2 separate regions of the Pan troglodytes genome follow, and region 2 is linked to region 1. Evidence: chromatin contacts called from public HiChIP or PLAC-seq data. All regions are on one chromosome and are shown on one strand. The core of a region is the stretch at or near the end of the contact, and the rest is flanking DNA. Distances in the headings are between cores, read along the strand shown.

The links. HiChIP or PLAC-seq counts read pairs in DNA pulled down with a chosen protein or histone mark.
Region 2: a contact with region 1 is called in an H3K4me3 HiChIP or PLAC-seq map of stem cell-derived excitatory neurons, with 17 times the contacts expected there. The contact joins the promoter of DIO3 here to the promoter of RTL1 in region 1. A contact is called at or near these places in 1 of 7 Hi-C or Micro-C datasets (stem cell-derived neural progenitor cells) and 1 of 1 datasets of contacts at active chromatin or transcription factors (stem cell-derived excitatory neurons).

Annotation. Positions count from the first base shown.
Region 1 is chr15:98,909,154-98,915,184 of NHGRI_mPanTro3-v2.0_pri, forward strand. RTL1 (retrotransposon Gag like 1) reads right to left here and starts at 2,770. Exons shown (of 3, transcript XM_520846.8): 1 at 2,169-2,770. It overlaps LOC104002164 (a long non-coding RNA gene), which reads left to right. Exons shown (of 30, transcript XR_010151034.1): 3 at 4,992-5,057; 4 at 5,830-6,031.
Region 2 is chr15:99,573,167-99,579,197 of NHGRI_mPanTro3-v2.0_pri, forward strand. It overlaps DIO3 (iodothyronine deiodinase 3), which reads left to right and starts at 3,321. Exons shown (of 1, transcript XM_003314506.5): 1 at 3,321-5,648. The coding sequence starts at 3,692. The coding sequence ends at 4,606. It overlaps MIR1247 (microRNA mir-1247), which reads right to left and starts at 2,617; the gene lies at 2,483-2,617. It overlaps LOC129137012 (a long non-coding RNA gene), which reads right to left and starts at 2,702. Exons shown (of 3, transcript XR_008539161.2): 1 at 2,447-2,702; 2 at 1,995-2,220; 3 at 1-1,032.

The sequences.
Region 1 (6,031 bases), core at 1,520-4,019:
CAGGAGCAGGACAATGAGGCGGCAGTGAGGATGGGCTCCATCCTTGAATGACTCTGCCCTCCTTGAAATTTTTCTGCTCCATGGAGGTGCATCTCTGCCCCCGAGGACCTTGGGCATTTCACGGACAAGGAGCCCTGGCTGGCCTCGCAGCCATCCCCCATATGCACACACGCACACGCACAGACACGCGCGCACACACACATGCTGAGTGCCTGCATTGGGAACAAAAGGCAGAAAACTCCTTTGGAAACTGCAGAACAGAGGCTTGTCTAGCAGAGGTCCCCTGATAAAGGCTCTGTCCACCCACAGTTCCTGGGAACTGAACCCCTGTGAATGGGCCAGGAGAGGCAGCTCCCGACTCCCGTGTGGGCTGCATTCATCAGCAGGCCGGCCCCCCAGCCCTGTCACTGTGTGAGGAGCTTTCATGAGTCCACTGAACATGTAAGTCACAGTCTGGCAGCTGGCTGCATCTGTGGTTGCTGCTCAGCCTCCAGAAAAGGGCCCCTCAACCTGCCAGACCTCCTCGCTCCTTCCACTCACTCTGCCAGCCTGTTGCCCCAGAGAGGACACAGGCCAGCCTCTGTGGGCTCAGGAGCCAGGGCAGGTGCTTGGCCACTTTAGGTGTTCTGGCCCTCAAGAGGGGAGTTGGCAGCAGGACAGTCCCCACCTCCCCCGACCAGCCCTGGGCACTCAACCCCATTCTCTGCTCCTCTCCCTCATTGCCTTATTGGGACAGAGGCACCCCGCCAACCATCTCTGTGCCTTTGCCATTTAGCCCAGGGCAAGCTACTCGGGAGAGGCCAAATGGCCTCATACTGACCCCTGCCTGGTCTCCTCTGGCCACCTCGCTCACTTGCCCGCTTGCCTGCTCAGGAGTTGGTGCTGTGGGAGCTTCTCAAAGGCCTAAACATGTGGGCTGCCAGCCTGGGCAGGAAACCGTGCTGCAGCCTTCTCAGCCAAGCACTGGCCTGCCTCTCTCCCCTCGGATGCCTCCTGTAACAGGGAGCTCCCTCTCTCCCCAGGCAGCCTGCTCAGGGCTCGCACGCAGAGCTGCTTTGCTGAGCCCTCCCCTGCCTTTTGCATCTGCCTCCTCGGCTGTGCAGCAGCCCTCTTGCCCCCTCTGCCCTCCGATCTCTGCAGGCTGTGGGCTCCCTCTCTTTTCAGTCCTCTCCTTTCTGTGCTGAATGGCAATACCCCCACCAATGGTGGGAACAGGATTGGGCGCCTCTACACCTGTCCTAACACCTCTGTCTCTGTTCTTTTAGACCTGGGACAGAGCCCTTTGCCCTGCTGTTCTAAAAGCCCAGGGGAGGGCGTGGTGCTCCCCGCCTGGGGCCAGCTGCTCCATGTCTATCTCTTGAGCGGCTTCTCAGCCCTCTTGGGTTTTCTATGGCCCCTTTTCCAGTTGCTAGGGAGAACACTCTGTATGCAGCCCCCTGCCTTTTCTGCAGGAGCTGCTGGCCTCCTGGCCAGCCCTGGTCAGCCCTGCAGTAGCAGCAGCAGCAGCAGCAGTAGGCAGCCACAGCAGGGCTGGGGGCTCCCGAGCCAGGCAGACCGGCTTGACTCCCTGCTCTCTAGCTGCGAGACAATTCCCTTTACTTTTCAGACTCGGCTTTTCCCCTGTGAAATGGAGATGAGAGTTTCTCCGTCACTGGCTTGAAGTGAGGACTAAATGAGATAAGTGTAGGCTTGCACACATCAGACACTTCATAAATGCTTGTGGAGTAGACGGTGGGACCCAGGGAGGGAGAGAGAGGTATGTAACAAGTGTCGCAAGAGAGAAAACAGCCTGGCCTTTCAAGACCCTGCTCCCAATACAAACGGGAACCTCTCCTGGCAGAGTCCCCTCTGCTGGCTTAATCGCACAAATCAAGTCAGCCGGAGGCAGCCCCCGGCCTGTGGAACTCACAGTAGATGCAGCAGGCAGCATAAATGACATGCAGAGCCCACATCTGCATTTAATAGACCGAGAATTTGCATTGTATATAACAGCACGAGGGGTAAAGCATGAAGGCATAAAGGAACAGTTTTTCCCGGCGGCTTCCTTGAAGGGCCAGCTTAGACAGGGGTCTGGGGAGGAGAAACTCAGCGGGGTCTGGGCATCCCATAGACTATGGGACAGACATCCATCCATGCACTCATTCTCCAAGCCACCACAGTGTACCTACCTTCCCCCGGCCCAGTCCCAAGCGTGAGGCTGGGGATGAAGTGATGCCGGTGGCTTAGTGATGCCGGTGGCTTCCTGTCCTCGAAGCTCAGTCGGTCTGGTGGGGGAAACAAACAGGGAATAAGACACTGGAAATTGAGGTGATCAAGAGGGGGTGCAGGCATGGAGATTTATGGAGCCCCGTCTTGGAGCCAAGTCCCGAACTGGGCTGTCTGCAAAGAACTCACCAGGGCAATAACCCTGCACACTGGTCTCATGAGCCCCATTAGATTGATGAGGAAACTGAGGCACAGAAAGGCAAAGTCCTATACTCACCGTCTCTCAGCTGGTGTGAGGCTGGGCCAGGATGGAACCCCAGACTCTCCGAGGCTCCCCACCACACCCTGCTGCTGAAGGCTGCTCAGCGAGGCTGTGCCGAGTGCTGGGGGGGTGTGGGTGGGCAGGGGACGGATTGATTAGTTATAAGCACCTCCCAGCGGTGCTTGAGATCCCAGCTCCTCTGTGGCCCAATCCGTTTGAAGGGCAGATTCAAAATTAGGTGGTAGCACCTATGGGCAGAGGCTTATGAAAATGGCATTATTAACCTGATGTGGAGAGGGCCCTGCCTGTCTGCAAGTAGATTGCAGATAGAGACGGAGGGGGCTGGGCTTGTTTGTGTGGACAGTGAGTTAGAGAGGACGGAGAACATCCAGGGGCCCTCCAGGGCTTCCGGACGGGGAGAACCAGATCTGGAGGGGTTGGGGCTGGACAAGTGGGAGGGGGAAGAGGGGGCACGTCTTAAGGGTGCCCCGGCACCTCAGGGAAATGCCCCAGGCTGGACTTGGTGGAGGATCTCCAGCCTTGACTCTGACACAGACAGGGACTATGGCCCTCCCCGCACCTCGGTTTCCCATCTGTGAGATAAGAGATGGAAACCAAACGTCATTTCGAGAAAAGCCCCCATTCCCACCACCTTCCTGGCCCCCCCTTCCCCCACCACCACAATCACGTTTGCCAGACACCTGTCTGCTTGTCAGAGCAATATTCAACAGGAGAGTTCCTTCGCTTCCTTCCTGGAGGGAGAAGGGAGAGGTGTGGACGGGGAGAGGGGAGGGGAGAGGTGCCCCCCACTCAGAGAGGCCGCTGAGCAGAGTTCTGCATCGGGTAGGAGTTGGGCCACCGAAGATTTGTGCCAACTCACGGTGCGGTGGAATCAGACAGTCTGAATTCTTCAGACACCAGCCAAGAGTCTGTGGCGCCCCCACGTGCCACAAGGGGGCTGCCTGGGCCACATTTCTGAGCCCGAAAAGTGAGGAGGGGGACAGTCAAGAGGGACCGGCGCTTTTGCTCTGGCAGCGGCGCTTTTAACTGCGACAGATGCGTGCGGCGCAGAGCCGGCCGTGCCGGGGCTGGGGGCTGCTGGGCGGGGGTGGTCGGGGCGGGGGGCGGGGGCTGCAGGTTGCGCCCCTCCCTCACAGACGGCTGCGCTGCAATGCAGCAGGCTGCGGGAGCTGTCCCGGGAGCTGTCCTGTCCGGTGGCCGGCTTTCCAAAGTGGGGAATGAGAGATGAGGGAGGGAGCACTTCCAGGCGCTGCGTGGTGGCCAGGCGCCCAGGAAGCCGAGGGGCCCGAGACTGCAGCGGGGCCAGAAAGAGAAGAGTAGGGGAGGAGGCCGGGAGTGGTGGATGGACCAGGGGGTAGAGGGAGGTGGGTGTGGACCTGGGGTCGGGCGCCAGTCAGCTTGCAGCCTATGAAGGACGGAAAGGAGGGCTACAGAGATAGGGGAAGAGTGGGGCTGAGGATAGCCAGAGCGGCTTGGCACACAGTTTTAGGGTAAAAGCATCAACTCTTATCTTTCCAAAAGAAATAAAAAAGCCAAAAAAAAAAAAAAAAAAAAAGGGCATTTGAAAGCTAGACAGCTGAATCCTTCCCAGCATGACTGAGCCGGTCACTCCAGGGTCTTCCTTCAAAGCGTGTCTAATGGGAGACAGCGTTGTCCCAGTAACCAAATTGGGACCAGAGTCCCAGGGAAGGGCTCATCAGGTGGCCGCTCTGCCTTGAAGAGTGGTACCCTCAGGCCCTTTTCCAGCCAGGGAAGGGCCTGGGGGTCAGGGAGAGAGCTGGAGGGCTCGGGGAGGCAGGGACTGGGAGGGAGAGTGGGGAGAGGAGCGCTGGGGGCTGCAGGAGGGTCTCTGGGCAGCTGGCGGGTGTCTGTTCCGCAACACTCTGCACCCTGGTACATCGTCCTCCGTCCACTCAACGTGGAATGATTCTCTTCCCTCTGGATCCAGCCCCTCTAGTTCCCTTTTCACTTTGAGGCATTTGCCACCTGTGAATCAGTTCCCTGCTACTCCAGAAAATTTCTCTCATACCCCAGGCCCCTCTGTTCTTTTAAATGGCACCCTTCACCCCCAGCCCTTCATCTTCTGCACTGTATTTTCACTTGTTGATTTAAAAATCCCTTTATTATGGGAAATTGCAAACAACACAAAAGTAGAGAAAATAGTACATATTTTTACTGTTTACTCAATTTTCATATTGCCATTAACCGGAAACAGTTGCCATCAAACCCTGGCCCCTCTTGTTTCATCTAAACCCTAAACTGTCCCTCTACTCCCACTGCCCAACCCCTACCCCTGGACTATTTCGAAGCAAATTTCAGACACCATCCTGTTTCCTCTGAGCATTTTTTAGTTTGTATCTCTAAATAAGAAGCTTTTGTTTCTTAAAAATAAAACCACAATACCATTATCACAAGTTAAAAAATTAATAGCCTTTCCTTAATATCATCCACCATCTATGTAGCATTCCAATATTCTTGATTGACTCATAAATTTCTTTTACAGTTGGCTTGGTCAAGTCAGTGTTCAAACTATCTCCTGCTCTTTCAAGGGGATCTGGGGCTCTAGAAGGTAAGTATGGCTACACATTTAGGGATTGAATATCTGCCTGGACCTTAAATGAGAAACTCAACCTCAGCAAACCTCAGTGTTCTCACTGAAAATGGGGCAAGTTCTGGGTCTCTCCTTGGGTCATTGAGAGGGTTAGAACATTAACCCCTGAAGCCCCAGCCGCATGTCTAATATGTCAGAGACACTCAGCAAACAGTAGCTGCGAGAATGATTCTTTTTCCCAGAAACGTTTAAAGGGGAGTTGGGCAGGGGCAGGCAAAACATAGCTGGCTATTGTCCATAAAACAAAAGGCTCCTGGCAGTCCAGGTCCCCTGAGTGGTTAAAACAGCACATGCACTACATCCCAAAAAGGGCAGCCTACAGTCTGGGGGCTGGGTTCGCCTGGACCTCCTGGCTTGCCGTTTAGCTGCCTGACCTCAGCTGTTGTGACCTGGGACCAACAGGGGACCCCGGCAGGTGCCTATCCACTAGATGGCACTCTCTACTGTGAGTCCAGGGGGGACCACCACCCCAAACTGCTTTGGCCACTGCCCAGCCCTGGGTGCCACCGGAAGATGCACACCACTAAAACATCGCAGATAATTTCTAAAAAGCACTTCTCAACATGTCATGCAAAAGATGCGGTGGTTTATTTCCTTGCATAAATCCCAACCAGATTGCAGAAGCAGAGGGAATGAACATTTAATGACTTTGCTGAGGCCAGACACTAGTATGTCTACGCTCTCTTTAAATCCTCACCCCAGCGACATCTGATTTCCCTTCATTTTACAGATTAGAGGACTTTGAGAGGTTAGTGACTTGCTCAAGGTCGGCTAGGAAGCAAGACCCAGGATTCCAACTCAGGTCTGTGTGATTCCTCTGCAAAATGGAGAGGTGGAAGGATGGATGTCAGGTCTGATGGATGGATGGATGCCTACATCAAGATACATGCATAGATGGAGAGATGGCTGGCTACCTCACGAATGCTGGTAAG
Region 2 (6,031 bases), core at 2,071-4,570, 660 kb after region 1:
AGCCTCAGGAGGTCCTCCTGCAGGGGAACACAGGGCCACCAGAACCCACCCCACCCCAGAGGGAAGTCTCAGTGACAGCCTCTCTGGGCCCTGGGAGCTGCTCTACTGGAATGGAGAGAGAGGCTGTACCCATTGCAAACCCGCCTACCACGCCCCACACTGGGGCAGTGAGGTCCGGCGGGGGGGTCCGCACCAGGGTTCACCAAACCCTCCCTTTCAAGGGAAGACTGCCCCAGGAGGATGGGCTTGGGATCAGAAGGCCATCCAAAGGCCAGCCCTCCCCTGGCTCTGCCAGGGCCCTGCTGCCTGTCCCCTCCCCGCCTCTCTCCAAGTTGTTCCTGGACACCAAATGGACCCCATCCAACTTGTCCCTCCTTTTCTTTCCCCTGCCCGCCCCCTGCTGGAGTTGTAAGAGGGCAGGCAGAAAGGGAGGTGGGGGAGGCCCAGCCAGGCTGGGGGACAGGAGAAGCAGCCCCAGTTCTAACTCTGCTTCCCCCACAGCAGAGCCTGCCAGGCCCCCGAGGGCCGGGACCTCTGGGTGATGCCTGGCGCTCCCCTAAGTCACAGGTGGAGCTGGGCCTTTGGCCAGTACTCTCCCTCCTGACCACTGGGATGGGACAAGACAGTAGGGGCAACAGGTAGGAAGGGCCAGGTCTAAGGTGAGCTGGGGGTGCAGCCCTAGAGAGAGGTAGGAAGGAGGGACAGGGGTTGCTCCGGAGGAGAGAGGGTTGCTCCAGAGGCAGAGGGAAAAGACAACTGGAGTGGGAGTCAGTGAGCCAGGTTCTGTGTTCCAAAGGCCAGCATTGCCTGGACCTTGGGTCTGTCCTCACCTGCATAAGAGGCTGCAGGAGCCAAATGGGCCTTCCAGCCTTGTCCAATATTATAGAGTCCCGAGGTGTGGAGTGTATTCTGTGGGCCCAAGAAACAGCAACAGATCCCCAGAACAGATGACAGCCCTAAAGAAAGGCTGCTTTCCTGAGCATCCCTGGGGCTAGAAAGAGTGTGGATCAGGTGCTTCCTATTGGGCTGGGCCTGCAGAGGGGACAAGAGGGGCCAGTCTTACAGCCACCCAGACCATACTTTCCACACACATGCACATGCGCACACACACTTGCACACACACACACACACACTTGCACACATATGCATGCACATGCCACCAGATCTCAGCCAGCACAGAAAGGCTCTCCCAGCCTTAGGTGGCTTATGCATTTTCTGAAACTAACTGTGGGAAAAGGGCTTGGGGAACCATCCCATGTGCCTGCACCAAATGCTGTGTGGGTGGGGCAGGACACAAGCCCTACACTGACACCTCCCAGAAATCAGGGAATCAGAGCTTGAGAGATTGTCCAGTAAAAGTTGGAACCCTCAACACCCCGTGACTCTGCCCAGGAGGAGCAACCTCCAAAGTCCCCCAAAACCTCCTCTCAGAGACCTGCCGAGTAGGAGGCTTCTCTCTCTACTCTCCTCCCCGCAAAAAAGAGGCCAGAAAAGAGGATGATTGGCTCAGAGGTGCCCTGATGGAGGGGAGCAGACAAGGGGACTTCCAAGGAGAATTCCCTAGCCCACCTGAAAGACCCCTACCCAGAGTGGTGAGGGGCAGCTTAGGAGCACTGACGCAAGGGGGAGAGACCAGGCTGGCTTCCCTTTGGTAGTAAGTTCCTGGGGTGTGCGCCCCTGCCCCAGACAGCAGAGAAATCGCCTGACTGGGAGATGGAGAAGAGGGGCCACCTTCTCATGCCACCCCGCCGCCAATCCTCCAGGCACACTCGGGCGCTTGACCTGCTGAAGCCTGGAGCCTCAGGTCCAGTGAGGAGCTCACGGGACAGAGGGCCCTACCAGAGCCACGAAAACCGGAGGGGGGGACCTCCGCCCAAGGCAGGCGTCTCTGCGCGCCCGCTGGGGCCCTGGTCCTGCAGTTGGCTTCTCCCGACACGTTCCTTCGCTGCCGAAAGCGATTCGCCCGCGCTCTATCGAGCCCAGCCAGCTCCTACCTCGGCCCGGGCGGCGAGCGCTGTCTCCGTCCCGAGAAGAAGTTTCGCGGCTGGTCCCGGGGCGGCAGGCGCACGGGACGCTGGCGGCAGCGGCGGCTTCGGACTTGGGCTCAGACCCCGCCGCTCCAGACAAGTCCCCGCGACTGCGACAGTGTCTCGGGCAGTTCAGCTCCCCAGACGGGAGACAGACCCTCGCGACCTGGTTCAGTCCTTGCCCTGGGGGACACTGCAGTCCAAGGCGAAAGGAGACTTGCTCCCGGCCTCTGGGTCCCTAGGTCAAGGCACCTCCCCGCCCCGCCGCCCCTGAGCCCAAGTCGCCAACCCCGCGCCGCGCGCAGCGAGGGATCAGAAGGTCTCGGACGCCGCGGCAGGGCCGGCCAGGGCCCCACGAGTTAGGGAGTTGCCCCGCACCCCTAAACGCTCAGCACCCATTTACGGTTGAAAGTACGCACTTGACGCGTCCGGGCGCCTCCGCGGTGAGTCGCGCCGCCGCTCTCGGGGTCCGCGAAGGTGGCTCAGTTCGGGCGCTCCAGTCTCGACGTTCCCGGGGTAGAGAGCAACGTCCGGGGACGAACGGGACGGGTGCGCCCAGCGGCCGGGGCTGCGCTGGGCGAGGCAAGCGGCGAGAGGGGAGCGCTCCGGCGTTCAGGCAACAGCTACCCCTAGTGGGAGAGCCGCCCGGGGCCGGCGCCGCCCCGCGCCCGCTGCCCCGCGCCCCACGCCCGTGGCGCCCCGCGCCCGGGTCGGCTGGGGGCGCAGGGCCGGCGCCGCTTTCCCCAGCTCTCCGGTCTCCGGCGCCCGGCGGTAACCCGCCCGCGGGCTCTGCCCTCCGCACCTCTCAGCCGGGCCCCGGCGGCCGCTGACCCAGGAACCGCGGCGCCCCGCTGGAACGAGATGGGACGGGGCGGGCGCGGCCAGGGCGGCGCGGGCTGGGGCGGCGCGCGGCAGCCTCGGGCAGCGGCGGGGGGCGCGGAGCGCGGTGTGCGTGGCGGGGCGGTGCGGGGGGCGGCCGTGTGCGAGGCGCGAGTGTGAGCGCGCGCGGGAGGCGGGCGGGCGGGCTCCGGCAGGCGAGCGGCGCCCGCGGGCGAGCCAGGAAGGCGGCGGGAACGCAAAGTTGCCTCCTCGCTGGCCCGCGTCCTCGGTGGGGCTGGAGCCGGGGCCACCGAAGCGGCGGCCGCGGACCCGGCCTCCCGCGGCACCTGGGCAGCGGCCCCGCACGAGCGGCAGCGGCGTGGGCGGCGTTGGCGGCGGCGCGCGGGAAGCGAACCGGAGCTCCGGCGCGGCTCGGCGGCCGCCGGGGAGCTCGGCTCAGGTGCGCGGCGAGGGGGGCGCGGGCCGGAGCCAGGCGGCGGGGACCAGGGCGGCGCGCAGCGCTCGCGCCAGCTGGAGGACCTCCCCAGCGGACGCCCAGGTCCCTGGTCGGGCTCCCGGTCCCCAGCGGCAGCGGCTACCGGAGTCCCCCGCCCCCGAGAGCTGGCTGCGGGGCCCGGGCCCGCCCCCACCGGCCCCAGGCCCGGCCGCTCCGCCCTCCGCCCGCCTGCGCCCGCCCTCAGCCCAAGATTTCTAGGGCATTGGCCGCGCTGCTGGGTGATCCCTCCGGGCTCAAGTTGCAAGGGGGCGGGCCGGGTCGGAGGTGGAGTCTCCCGCCAATTGAAGCCTCCGCTATAAATTGAACTCCCTGCACTGCCGAAGCCCAGATGCCTCGCCAGGCCGCGTCGCGGTTGGTGGTCGGAGAGGGCGAGGGGTCCCAGGGGGCTTCGGGGCCTGCAGCCACCATGCTCCGCTCCCTGCTGCTTCACTCCTTGAGGCTCTGCGCCCAGACCGCCTCGTGCCTCGTGCTCTTCCCGCGCTTCCTCGGCACGGCCTTCATGCTCTGGCTTCTCGATTTCTTGTGTATCCGCAAGCATTTCCTGGGCCGCCGCCGCCGGGGGCAGCCCGAGCCCGAAGTGGAGCTCAACAGTGAAGGCGAGGAGGTGCCCCCCGATGACCCGCCCATCTGCGTGTCCGACGACAATCGCCTGTGCACCCTGGCGTCGCTCAAGGCGGTGTGGCATGGCCAGAAGTTGGATTTCTTCAAGCAGGCGCACGAGGGTGGTCCGGCGCCCAACTCCGAGGTGGTTCTGCCCGACGGCTTCCAGAGCCAGCACATCCTCGACTACGCGCAAGGGAACCGCCCGCTGGTTCTCAATTTCGGCAGCTGCACCTGACCACCGTTCATGGCGCGCATGAGCGCCTTCCAGCGCCTGGTCACCAAGTACCAGCGCGACGTCGACTTCCTCATCATCTACATCGAGGAAGCGCACCCCTCCGACGGCTGGGTCACCACGGACTCTCCCTACATCATCCCACAGCACCGGAGCCTGGAGGACCGGGTCAGCGCAGCGAGGGTACTGCAGCAAGGTGCACCCGGCTGTGCTCTGGTCCTCGACACCATGGCCAACTCCAGCAGCTCGGCCTATGGCGCCTACTTCGAGCGTCTCTATGTCATCCAGAGTGGCACTATTATGTACCAGGGCGGCCGTGGCCCCGACGGCTACCAGGTCTCTGAGCTGCGCACTTGGTTGGAACGCTATGATGAGCAACTGCACGGCGCTCGGCCCCGGAGGGTGTAAACATCCAACGGACAATTGACTGAACTTGGTGGGCTGGGCCTTCGAGCCTTCGAAGCCCACGTGCAAGCGCCTCAAACCAAGTCACGCTTGGCGAGGCCCCAGTGACACTGATGTGCTGAGCCACCATTTCAGACTGAGTCTGCACCCTCAGCCACATGAACAATCTCCCCTACCTCCCTGGGACTCTGCTTCTGTAACTGTCTCATTCACACCTGCCTGGCTCACTGGAAATCCTCTTTTGAGCGCGGGATATGGCTTGCCCTTGTCCGTGTGCCCCCAGGACTTTGCCTCTACAGCATTTTCTTACACCCCCTCCCCAGCGTGCCCTCAGCCAAGTGCTTTGGCCCGGTGCTTCCCGCAACTGCACAGAGACCTTGGCCACGCCCGCGCGCCCTGAGCGCAGCTGGGTTCCAGGAGACTCTCAGCTCAGCTGAGCTAGTTGCCTGGCACCCACCTGTCGCGCGCGGAGAGGGGGTTCCCTGTTGCTTTTGTGTCTGTTTCCTGTCCCTGGTAGGGGAAGTGATGTCGGGGATGGGGAGGGGGTGGGCAGGGTAGTTTCCCCCGCTTGTTTTGGGTGCACAGGAGCCCCACTGCTGATGACGAACTATCTCTAACTGGTCTTGACCACGAGCTAGTTCTGAATTGCAGGGGCCTCAAAGCAGCACCTAAACCTTGAGGGGGAGGGTGCTCTGGGTTTCCGTGAGGTAACCACCTTAAATGGGAGGGAAGTTGGGGTGTCTGCTTTGGGACCAGAGGAAGATAGCTTGAGAGGCATTGGCGAGGTTCGCAGCGCCCCAGGGAGAGAGAAAAAGCGGAGACTCCTGGGGAATGACGTTGGGGTGATGGAGTCCGGGGAAAGAGAGGTGGGGGGAGAGCCTGAGGTCCCCAAGTGAGGGGAGTCCTAGGCAGAGCTGCTGATTGTGGGGCTGGGAGGTGGAGGGCCCCTGATTCGAAGGCCATTTGGTGAGTGTTTTGCTGGAAATATTTCCTGTATATAAACTTCTTTCAATCTACAATAATAAAGGCTTGAGGTAAACTGCTTTCTGGTTGCCTTTGGTCCCTTTATTTTCTTTTCCCTCTGAATAGCGGCAGGAATTAAACACAAATCCCTCCCTCGCGTCCCCGTAGTGACCTTGGGAAGCGGGACGGGAAGGAGCCTAGGCTGGCAGGGGCGCTAGAGGAGGATGGAGGAGGAAGAGGGTCTGCGGCGGTGCCCGGGGCGCTCCTACAACCGCACGCACCCACCTGGACGGGGAACTTAGCTGCGGGAGAAGAGCGAGGTAGCGGAGCGCCGCGGGATCCTGGAAAGCGGCGGGAGAGGCAAGGGGGTCCTCTCTTGCTCCCGCGCGCGCACACACAGACCGAACAGATGCAGCTGCCCCTGCAGCCGCCGGTCTAACTTAACTGAGTATCCGGCGGTGTGTG